Regions from separate parts of the Drosophila melanogaster genome. Here region 1 is linked to region 2. The links are chromatin contacts, called in public Hi-C maps. All regions are on one chromosome and are shown on one strand. Each heading gives the region's core, a stretch centred on a gene start, on an enhancer-like site or on the middle of the called end of the contact. The rest is flanking DNA. Distances are from core to core; before and after follow the strand shown.

What was found. Hi-C and Micro-C count contacts between places; a contact is called where the count stands out from the background.
Region 1: a Hi-C map of the Kc167 cell line shows a contact between it and region 2, with 3 times the contacts expected there. The contact joins the promoter of CG3294 here to the promoter of FIG4 in region 2. A contact is called at or near these places in 10 of 107 Hi-C or Micro-C datasets (the Clone 8 cell line, the D17-c3 cell line, the Kc167 cell line and 4 more) and 1 of 6 datasets of contacts at active chromatin or transcription factors (the Kc167 cell line).

The regions. Positions count from the first base shown.
Region 1 is chr2L:4,790,739-4,795,943 of dm6, reverse strand. It overlaps CG3294, which reads right to left and starts at 1,395. Exons shown (of 5, transcript NM_175962.1): 1 at 1,259-1,395; 2 at 373-1,191; 3 at 1-101. The coding sequence starts at 1,272. It overlaps fipi (factor of interpulse interval), which reads left to right and starts at 1,900. Exons shown (of 7, transcript NM_175961.3): 1 at 1,900-2,306. The coding sequence starts at 2,264.
Region 2 is chr2L:4,463,826-4,468,996 of dm6, reverse strand. It overlaps FIG4 (FIG4 phosphoinositide 5-phosphatase), which reads right to left and starts at 3,823. Exons shown (of 3, transcript NM_134997.4): 1 at 3,679-3,823; 2 at 1,994-3,617; 3 at 975-1,934. The coding sequence starts at 3,759. The coding sequence ends at 1,063. It overlaps Paris (Parkin Interacting Substrate), which reads right to left. Exons shown (of 2, transcript NM_134996.4): 2 at 3,922-5,156. The coding sequence starts at 5,151. The coding sequence ends at 4,111. ine (inebriated) reads left to right here. Exons shown (of 10, transcript NM_175958.3): 8 at 1-330; 9 at 396-572; 10 at 636-997. The coding sequence ends at 863.

The DNA of each region.
Region 1 (5,205 bases), core at 146-2,645, 330 kb before region 2:
AGACTGCGCCGCGCCAGGTCCTCAGATTGGAGAACTCCACGTTTAGTCGCTTGGAGGCGTAGTAGCGACCTTGGAGATTGGTAAATGCGCGAAGTGCAGATCTGAAATCATGACGTACGCTTTATAATAATTAGTTTATGACCTCTTTAGACATTATTAACATAACATAAAAGTATGCAAGCGCAGAGACAATACAATATATATATTTTTTGGCGAGAGAACAGGTATAAATTAAAATTGTGAATTATATGAATTAACTTTTACATGAAAATGCTGGGAAATAGGCTGCATTTGAATATCCGAATTGCTTGCATATAAACAATGTCATATTAATTAAATAATAATAATGATAATTAATACTCTCAGACAAACCGTTCGTTTGTGTACTCCACAAAGACGTGACCCCTGAGGTGTTCCAGCGTATTGCGCACCGTGCGGAAGTTGACAATGGTGCCGAACTTTCTCAGTTCTTCGACGACATCGTTGAAGAACTCATCGTAGTCGTGGCGCAGATCCTGTTCGGTCAATTCCAGGTGTTCCTCCGCCGAGGCGTACTCCTTGTGCGTGCATCGCTTCTGCAGCATGGAATGGTTGAAGAAGTGCCGGATGAGAAGGATCCTTCCCAGCATCGGGCGGCGATGGTTGAAGGTGCAGGCGTGACCGTAGCGGCAACAGTTGGTGCGGCTAAAGAACTCGCAGGCTCGTTCCTCCGGATGCGTCTCCATTACACGCAGAAGGTGGCTGGGTGGCTTCTCGATACGCGGGTTGTTCAGATACTCATCCATGCTCTCCATCATGGCATCGAATTCGGCGGCAGCCTTGGCGGCTTTTCGTGTCTCTTCCTCGCGCTGCTTCCGCTGTCTCTCCTCCCGTTCCGCCCGCTCTTTCGCCTGTTCCCGCTGCAAACGCTCCACTTCCTCCTGCTCCTGACGCTTCTTCGCCTCGTCCATTTGGAATTGTCGCTGCGCTGTGGCTTCGCGTCGCAGCCAGGACTCCTCCGCCAACTGGCGCTCCCGTTCGTCGGCTAGTCGTTGGAATTCCTGCATTTCCTCCTGTTCCTGCGACCATTTCTGGTACTCCGGCTGCATAAGTCTTTGGTTTTCCGCCTCTTCCTCCAGTTTATCACGTTCTTTGGCATGTTTTTGACGACGCCGCTTCCTCTGCTGCTTCTTGATTAACTTTCGCCGTGCCCTTTGTATAAATTATATACATTAAATTAAATTATACATTATATTTAAACAAATTTATAGTTATTTACTTCCTTCCCGGCATTTCGCAAAATCAAAACATTGAATTTCGGTGAGCAGCTGAAACGCATTTGTGAGAACACAGCTGATTAATACCGTGTACAGGGTCTATGAAAAATACCACAAAATACTGCAGCACGAAAAAAATTACATTTTTACATTTACATATTTTTCAAAGTTTTCATAAATCTGGCAAATCAAAAATGTTTTGTAAGTTTTCCCTCAAAATTAAGATTTCATATCATAAATGTTTAAAATTTACGAATTCTTACGATTTTTGTAATTCAAAATTTATTATAAATTATAACAGTCTAATATAACACCAAGTTTCGTTCTTGCTATAAAATGTAAAATAACATTGCTGTATAGCACAATGCCAAAAGCCTCAGTTCAACTTACACTGCTATAAATTATGTTATGTGATTTTTATAGCACTGTGTCGAAGAGCTTTTAAAATTTAATAGAAGCGCTTAGTTTGAATATTTTCTTGTTTATCAGATTTGTATATTTTGAATTGAACCGTTTATTCAAGCTTTTTCTCAATTCCCCCTTCCATCGAACCAGAAACTTTCGAACTCGAAAATTCCCCTCTGCAACAATGTTGCCAGCAACATTGTGTCCGGCGATTGCCGAAGATGCGAAAAAAAATCAAATTCAGTGATAAAGTAAAATTCGTGCGCGTCGGTTCACCTACACTTCGTGTCGCCAGAGAAAGCCTTTCTCCTGGCTTTCTCTCTGAGCTCTCCTTTTGCGCTCGGCTCCGAAATCCGAAGTCCGGAATTTGGACTCCGGCTCAAGCGCCGAATCGCCGAGCTTGGCTCACGGAAAACCAACTGAGTTGTGCGAAACTAAGTCAAAACAATTGATGTGAATTCTCGCGGCACAACTTGATATTAGATAAATGAAATAATTCGCGCCGCTGGCACTTTGAACTCGTAATCAGGTCGCAAGCATATTCACGGTTTTTTGTGTAGTAACCACAGGAATTCAAATTCATATTCGTTGAGATTCTCGCAATGCGGCTAATTGGATTTATTCTGAATTTGGCAGCCCTAACAGGTAAGTGGTTCTTACACTGGGAGAAAAAGAAAACAAATGTTATCTAAATACATAAAATAGCCTGATTCTAAAGCTAGCAATTAAGGGATATTTAGAAAACAATATTTTTGGATTTGATGCTATCAATCCATAGATGCTATATTAGTTGTAATAGTAGATTTTTGTAACCATCACTTATTGAAATGCAATTAAATAACTTAAATATAAACTTAAAGAAAGAAGAACATATATCGCAAATTAAAACAATATGTTCTTTACTTACAATTTTTTTCTGTACGCCTAAAAGGGGCATTTAATTTTCAATAATAAACGATTTGACCGCATTTGTTGCTCTAGTGTTACATTGGCTGAGGTGGTCATCGAGTTCTGGAGGGGATGTGGATGGGGATGAGGATGTGGCGACCTCTTCCGAGTTACGTTCTGCGTTTTATTTTCGGACCCATGAACGGTGTTTATTATGTTCTTGTCTGGTCGATGGACAGTTACGAGCTTTAGTAGTATTCATAATGTGGTTGTTGTGGTTTTCCGTCTTCCTCGTCGTCGTCGTGTCGTTACGTATTTATCAATATTTGCCCTCTGTATTTAGTTTTGTGGCTCAAGTGTCTCGTGGCTAATAGAAAATCGATGCTGGCACATTGTTGCACATTTCGCTGAAGTATCTCGAAGATACTGGGAAAGTATCTTGCCGCTTTGCAGCCCTTTTGCGCTGTTCTCACTGCTTTCTGTTGGATTTTTTGAAGTCGCTGTCAGTCAACGATGTTTGCTCTTAGTCTTTCGATCAATTTTCACTGCCTAAAAGCTGTCTGAGGGGTGTTAAGTCGCACTTGAATGGCATTTTCCATGGCCTGCCACATGCCTCTGATTTTCCATGGAACCATTTTCCCGTTTTCCCGTTTGCCATGGTCCTCGTCTCCGGACGACACTTCAATCTGCATGCCCCACATTTATGTGGCGCTGCGTTTTTGGGCTTCTCGTTGCTCGCTGCTCTTTGATTTCTTTCGTCCTTTTGGCCCGCACTCTGCTCACTTCGTCCTGCGTCCTTGCAAATATTTAATTTAAGCCTGCTGTCATCTCTCGCCGAAGGGTATCAACATTTGCTGTCGCCTCTTGTCGCGCAGTAAAGTGGCAACAATGGTTTTATTTATTTCAGCAAAGCATAAATGATTAATGTAATTTTCATTTGCTCAACAAATCTATTTATATGAATAAACTTCGCATTTTTGTAAGCAACGTTTTTTTATAATGGGCAAGTGCATGTCCTTAGTTAGGGACTCCCAACTTCGCCTTGTTTATATACCCTTCACTTTGACCATTCTTCGAGTGGATACACTGCAGCTGCACTTGCTTTTATCCCTGGTAACTGAATCCTTTTTGCGCCCCATTCCGTTTATTGCTGTTGCTCTGGCCCACTTGCGGTTTTGTTTAATTACGCATATTACTCCGCCTTTCGCCGCCAGTGTCATCGCAGCCCATCGCATCCTTCCGTTGCATTCGCCGTCCCAGAAACCGACACATCGCCATATTCCCAGTGCGAACCCCCCCCCCCCCCCTTTAGTTGCTGTTTCTGTTGCTGCGGTCACTTACTGACTGGGACGAGTGTCTTTGGTTGGATCTCTCTTGAGGCTTGTCAACGGCAGGGTGAATTTCCGGAGACGCCTGAGGTCGGTAGATGGAGTCGAGTTGTTTTGCGGTTGCCTCGGGCACTTCCGCCTGCCGTTTGGGGGTTGCATGGGTTTGGGTTACGTATTGTCAAGTGACCAACTGGCTCGATCTGACCAACTGGCTTTGAGGATGACCAAGCTGGCAGCTGGCAGGCGGCAGTCGTTGCCAAATCGGGCTGGTTAATTACTTTGCTAAGTGCTGCTGTCCCATCTCGCGCAGTAAAGCCCTCTGTACATCTCGAATTTATCATATTTACCCAGTAAATTCCACAAATTAAAATCAATACGAAGCCTGCGGCAGGGGGCGCAATCATTAATTATACAAGCGGCCGATGCTGCTGATGCTGCTAATGAGGTAAAGTGTCGACAGCAACGCCCCCAGTGAAAGAGTGTCCCATTACTTTCGACCGCCACTGTGCGCCCTCATCGCCGGGTGGGTGTGCACTTTTAATTGAGGGAAAGGTCAGCGTCGCATCGATTTAAATGCAAAGCGAACCGTAAACAGAGCTATGGACACTGGACCTGCTCTAGATAATGCCGGTGAATTTATAACAATTAGATAATTATTTAATATTAACTGAGCTCATATTGAATTATATGGTTCTTTCAGGAAAGTGCAAAAATTGGAATGCAGAATTGAAGCAACTTATTTTAAATTCGCAGTTATTTCTTTTTACCAAAAAAACCTAGCTAGTGTATAAATCAGCATGTAAATCACTCCAAATCCAATGTGCAGTTTCAGTGTGACGAGGGGTTTGTTGGGGCCGCGGGTTGTTAGTTGTAGGCGTAGATACATGCCCACGCATGGTTCGTCGCTGGCGATTCAATTTAGTTTGCCACTTAACCCCAGAGTGCCCCACGCGGCGGTTTGGGCCGCCACCTTTAACTCTCGCGCTGCCTGGAGGGCGGTTTCACTGCATAGCATGATAAATTGCCACTTGACTTTGCATATTTGCGCTGTCAACGGGTCGTGAAAAAGGGTGATGACTGTGTTGGAGTTCGGGGAGGCAGATGCGATGCACAGGAAAAAAAATGTATCTCCTGTTTGAAATCTATAAGGATTACCTTTATTTCGATCGGTAAGCAGAATAATTATTCATAACATACTTCACTGTAAGTTGATATTTCTCTGTCTCTTATCAACCTTTTTTCCTTTTAAAAATCTTATATGTGTGACCCATATTTATTCAGTTATAAATATACCAGCACTATGTAGACACTCGATTATTAACAGATTT
Region 2 (5,171 bases), core at 2,574-5,073:
GAGGTTGTGGTCACGTCCATACAGGATGGCTTTCCGCGGTGGATCAAGCGGCACCTGGGCTATCACGAAATCGTGGTCCTGTTCGTCTGTGTCATCTCATGTCTCTTCGGGATGCCCAACATCATACAGGGTGGCATCTACTACTTCCAGCTAATGGATCACTACGCCGCCTCCGTGACGATCATGTTTCTGGCCTTCTGTCAAATGATTGCCATTGCCTGGTTCTACGGCACGGGAAGACTGTCGAAGAACGTCAAGCAAATGACCGGAAAGGCGCCTTCGTTCTATCTCAGATCCTGCTGGCTAGTCCTGGGACCCTGCCTCCTCTTTGTAAGTCATCCCATGGCTAAACTTTGTAGAATTAATCTAAAAGCATTTAATTTTTGCGAACGCAGGCCATCTGGGTATTGAGTCTGATCAACTACCACGAGCCCACCTACCACAATGGACGCTATACCTATCCGGACTGGGCCTACGGAATAGGCTGGATGTTCGCTTCATTCTCGCTGATCTGCATACCTGGATATGCGGTTATCAACTTCCTGCGCTCCAGTGGAGATACCTTTTGGGAAGTATGTTGCTGCTAGCATTTTCCTATGCCACATTATTAACCCGATGTTGAACTCATTTCGCAGCGCATCCGGAACACGCTGAGACCCAACATCTACGAGTGCAAGATTTGCGGGGAACACCACTGCGAACACGACTATCCGGAGCAGGAGCAGTTTATGCTGGCCCAGGAAATGGCCACAGTGTACAAGCCCACCAACCCACACCTGCTCAATCTCGGCCAGAAGTGCGGCTACAACGCCATGCAAGCCTCACCCTCACATGCGGAGGCAGGAGGACCATGTGGCCAGTAGCTGTTAGGAACCTCTCCCAACAATAGCCATTTCCGAGTATTTTTAACGAATCACTTGTGTAAGTTAAATGCAGAAATTAAAGTATTTAAATAAATTCTAGAGCGAGACATTGGATTAGCGATGTTATTTAACTTAATATAATATATAATATATTTTGGGAAAACAAACTAAAATATCAATTGACATTACATATCAGTGACTACAGCTTTTGCACATATTGATAGAGTACATCGAATTCCTCCAGTTTGGGCACAGCATTAAAGGTGCTTCGAGTGCGACAGTACTCGGCATAGATAGTTAGACTCTTGCGAGGAACGACCGGCGGACGCACGCTGAGATAGGAGTCGGTGCCGTAGTCACTGAGTGGACGCAGGGTAATGCCACGCATAATCTTGGCCAGCTCCTGATCGCGCTGAGCAACGGCTGTCTGAGCCGGCCTCGCACCTCCACTGGACAGCTTGCCCATCTGCACGTACTTCTTATAAACAGCCATGCTCTGCTTGGAGGGCGGATTGATGGTGCACCCATAGATTTCCTCCATCGAGGGCAGTCCTGTGGCCAGAGTGGCGGCGGCTGGTTCGGTCGATTCCGTCTGGTTTGCCTCCTTCTCGGCAAAACTTGCACTTAACTCCTCGTCACTGGAGCTATCGTCACCTTCGCTGGAACTTGAGGAATTGCTATTCATAGAACCCGTGGAACTTTGCCCCGTCATCGAGGGATTTTGACGAGCCTTTCGCGATGTCTGGATTTGCCTCTGGAACGGACTGAAATTAGTGCGGAATGTGGGCATGTATCGCAGTGCCAGCTGGCTGATCTCGAACGCAATGTGCTCGCTGAAATCAGTCCACTTGAAGGACTGATGATAGTTTGAGTAGGCATCGATCATTTCCAGGCCGCTGCTGTGAACGCGAAACAGCTCCTTGACCAGTTTGTTGGAGTCCGCACACGAATAGGGTAGGCACGCGCGAACCTTGTGGCGCACCCAATCGGTGATGGCCTTGCTATCCGCTCTCGGCACGAATGCGTTGTGCATGTCGTAGTCCGTCTGTAGCTCCCAAATGGGTGGACCCTCTGCGTGAAAATTGTATTAAATAATTTAATTTAAATATTAAAGAGTTTAGTTTAGTCACGCTTTGTCAAACTGGGCTTGTATATGCCCAAGAACAAGTTGATGCTGTGCTGCTTCTCGGTGTCGCTAAACGTGTTGCTGTAGTACCGACTGAGGGTCTGCATCACATCGCTACCCTGAGATCCCCAGGGCGCCGTCTTTCGGTATGTCTTAATCCGGTGCACCAGCTGCGACCCGCCGTATTGCAGGGCCAGTGTATCGCCGTGCTCCTCATACAGGTTTTCCAGCATCGTCACGCAATCCGAGTCGAACTCCAGCTTAGCGGATTTAACAAAACCCAGACGCTCCAGTTGGTGACCCAAAGCGCACTTTCCAATCGCAAACTGGGCCGAATTGGTGCGATCCAGGCAGTCTACGCAGTTTGTGCGTACAATCCCAGTCTGCAAACCGGGCTCACTGCCAGCCGCCTTGAAAAACATACCCGTCATTTGGACAATACTTTCTGCATGAATTGCTAATTGCTCCATGACGTTGCCTCCGCTCAGGCGACTTTGTCGTGCCATATCGAAGTGGATGTGCTTCATGCGGTGCGGCGGCGGCAGGAATTGGTTGAGATAGCGGATACTGTACTCCAGCTCCTTGGAGATGATCGACTCGTGCTTGCGCCGCTCCCTCTTCTTCACCAGATTGAGCATAATGAGCGGCGCACCATAATGGAAGAGCAGCCGTTCGAAGTGAAGCGACGGAGTCTGCGCATATGGATCGCAAATGTCCAATTGAATCTGCGGCTTGGGCACCATTTTACTGATATCCTGGGACCAGTGTGACGGTATGGAGCCTCGCATTTGGGTGAAGGCGCAGATTCTCTGACCATCGCTGACGATCTGTTCGGTCTCCACCTCATTGGCCACGTCCCCTTGAAAGTTGGCTCCACGCTTAAGGAAACGGGTACCGGCGAAGCGTGAGCTCCTGCGTGCCACCAGGCAAACATTGACGTGCCTCCCAAAAATGCTGATGCAGGATTGGCTGACAAAACCGTGAGTAACCTCTAGAAGCCAGTCCTTGAGCATTATGCCTTCCATGGGCTGCAGGAGATAGGCATTCCAGACAAAGCGCTTGCGGGAATCGGAGCGAAACGCGTAATCCACACGCTCATGGGCCTTGTCCACATTGCTAGTTAGCGTATTCCAATCGGGAAGAGGTTCGTCGCGGTCGAGATCTACCTTGGCACCAACGTAGCGAGGCGCGGACTCGTTGTACTGCAGCGTTCGCGTCAAATCGTAGGAGTATGAGAAATAGAAGTTGCTACGGAGGTCGATATTCTGAAACATCCGCTTGTAGCGATCCTCATGCGGATGCGGTGGTCGTTGCGAGGTCACCTCGTTCACACGCACCATCACCGTGTCCTTAATAGTGTAGACCAGGTGGCGGCCGATGTGGGCGCAGCATTTGCGCTTTGTCACCAGCAAGAGGTAGTAGCCCTCGAGGAAGCGCACAAATCCAAGGACGCCATAAGCGGACGTCACCTTGGGCGAACCCGAAAGGGAAGCGACAAAACGTCGGATCTCCAGGCTGTTAAACTCGTTGGCATTCTCCTCGATACTCAGCCGGTTGTGGGCAAGTCGGTCTATGGTCAGGAGGCGAAACCGAGTCTCCCGATTGTTGCTGCCCACCAAATAGAGGCGCTGAAATTATGGCGATATATGTGATTAGTCAAAAAAAGGTCAGCTGGAGGTGATTTCTTACCGCTCGTGTCTCATAGAGCACTACTTTTTGGATGGAGCTTATCAGGGGATTGAAAACTATATTCGGATTATCATTGTTCATTTTTTCAGCTTTTCCGAAATTTTTTTGTTACAATTTCTCAGGCCGCTCCCACATAAACAACAAACAGCTGATCATCATCTGTAGTTGGATATGCGAGAAATGGCCAGTGTTGGCAGCGTGAGAGGGAGTCGATTAATTAATTTTGTTTTGGTTCAATCAAATATAAATAACATTTTATTCCATCATAAAACATATCAAAATAGGCATATTCATTACCAACCAATTTTATGCCTTATTCTTACAATACCTATGAATATGTTAGCTTATTTTATCATCTAGCAAAATCATTTTTGTCCATTTTAAAGTAGTGCACATGGAAGATATGTCTTCCAAGTGTTTTTAAAGTAGTGGTCACTTGTGTATCTCGAGGATATGTCTAGCAAGTGTTTTTCTCTGCTTATAGAAACTGGCACAGTGAGGACACTTAAATGTTCTTTCAGCGTTGTGTACGAGCTTGTGCTCCTTGAGAGTGCTGCTCAGCCGAAAAGTCTTGGGACAGTGGGAGCAGCGAAATGGACGATCTGGTAAGTGCAGGCGGCTGTGCTGCTTGAGGTGCTGCTTCATAGCGAAGGCCTTGGGGCAGTGGGAACACTTGAATGGTCGTTCACCAGTGTGAGAACGGAAATGGTTATCAAGGTGAAACTTCCTCGTAAATGTTTTCGTGCACTTGGAGCACTTGAACGGTCTCTCGCTGCCATGTGTGCGGATGTGACGCCGGAGATCGGATGATTTAATAAAGGTTTTTGAGCACTGTGAACACTTGAATGGTCGTTCGCCAGTGTGAGTTCGCTCATGCGACTGCAGAGTGGACTGCTGCGCAAAGGTCTTGGCGCAGTGGGAACACTCGTAGGGTTTCGCTGCATTGTGGGTCTTCATGTGCGCCTTGAGAGTGACTCTAAGTCTAAAGTTCCGCTTGCAGTAGGGGCATGGGAAGGATTGTCCGTCCATGTGTGTTCGCATGTGCCTCAGAAAAGTTCCCTTTCGCTGGTATTTCTTGTGGCATTCTCGACATTCGAATGCTACCTTCTTGCTGTCGCTTTTCCCATCGTCATCAGCAGCGGATGCAGAATCAATCCGCGCATCTTCGTCTTCCGAAATCTCCCAGTCTTCTTCTTCGAGCAAGGCGCATAAAGCATCCTCGATGCCTTCATCGCGAACTCGGCAGTAGAACTGGTGGCTTTCCTCACAAGTTTGCCTTATCCCATACGCGCTCTTTACGTCCTCATAGCACTGTGGGCATATCATTTCCGAAAACAAATCGCCACGTTTGACCTCGAATCCGGTGCACTGCGCGATCATCTCGGCAATGGAAACTCTGGTTCTTCGTCTGGCGTCAAATATGTTAACGAGTTTACCAGAAATATCCATACAAACTCGGCATATTTCCGCCATTATCCCTGTAATAAACAATA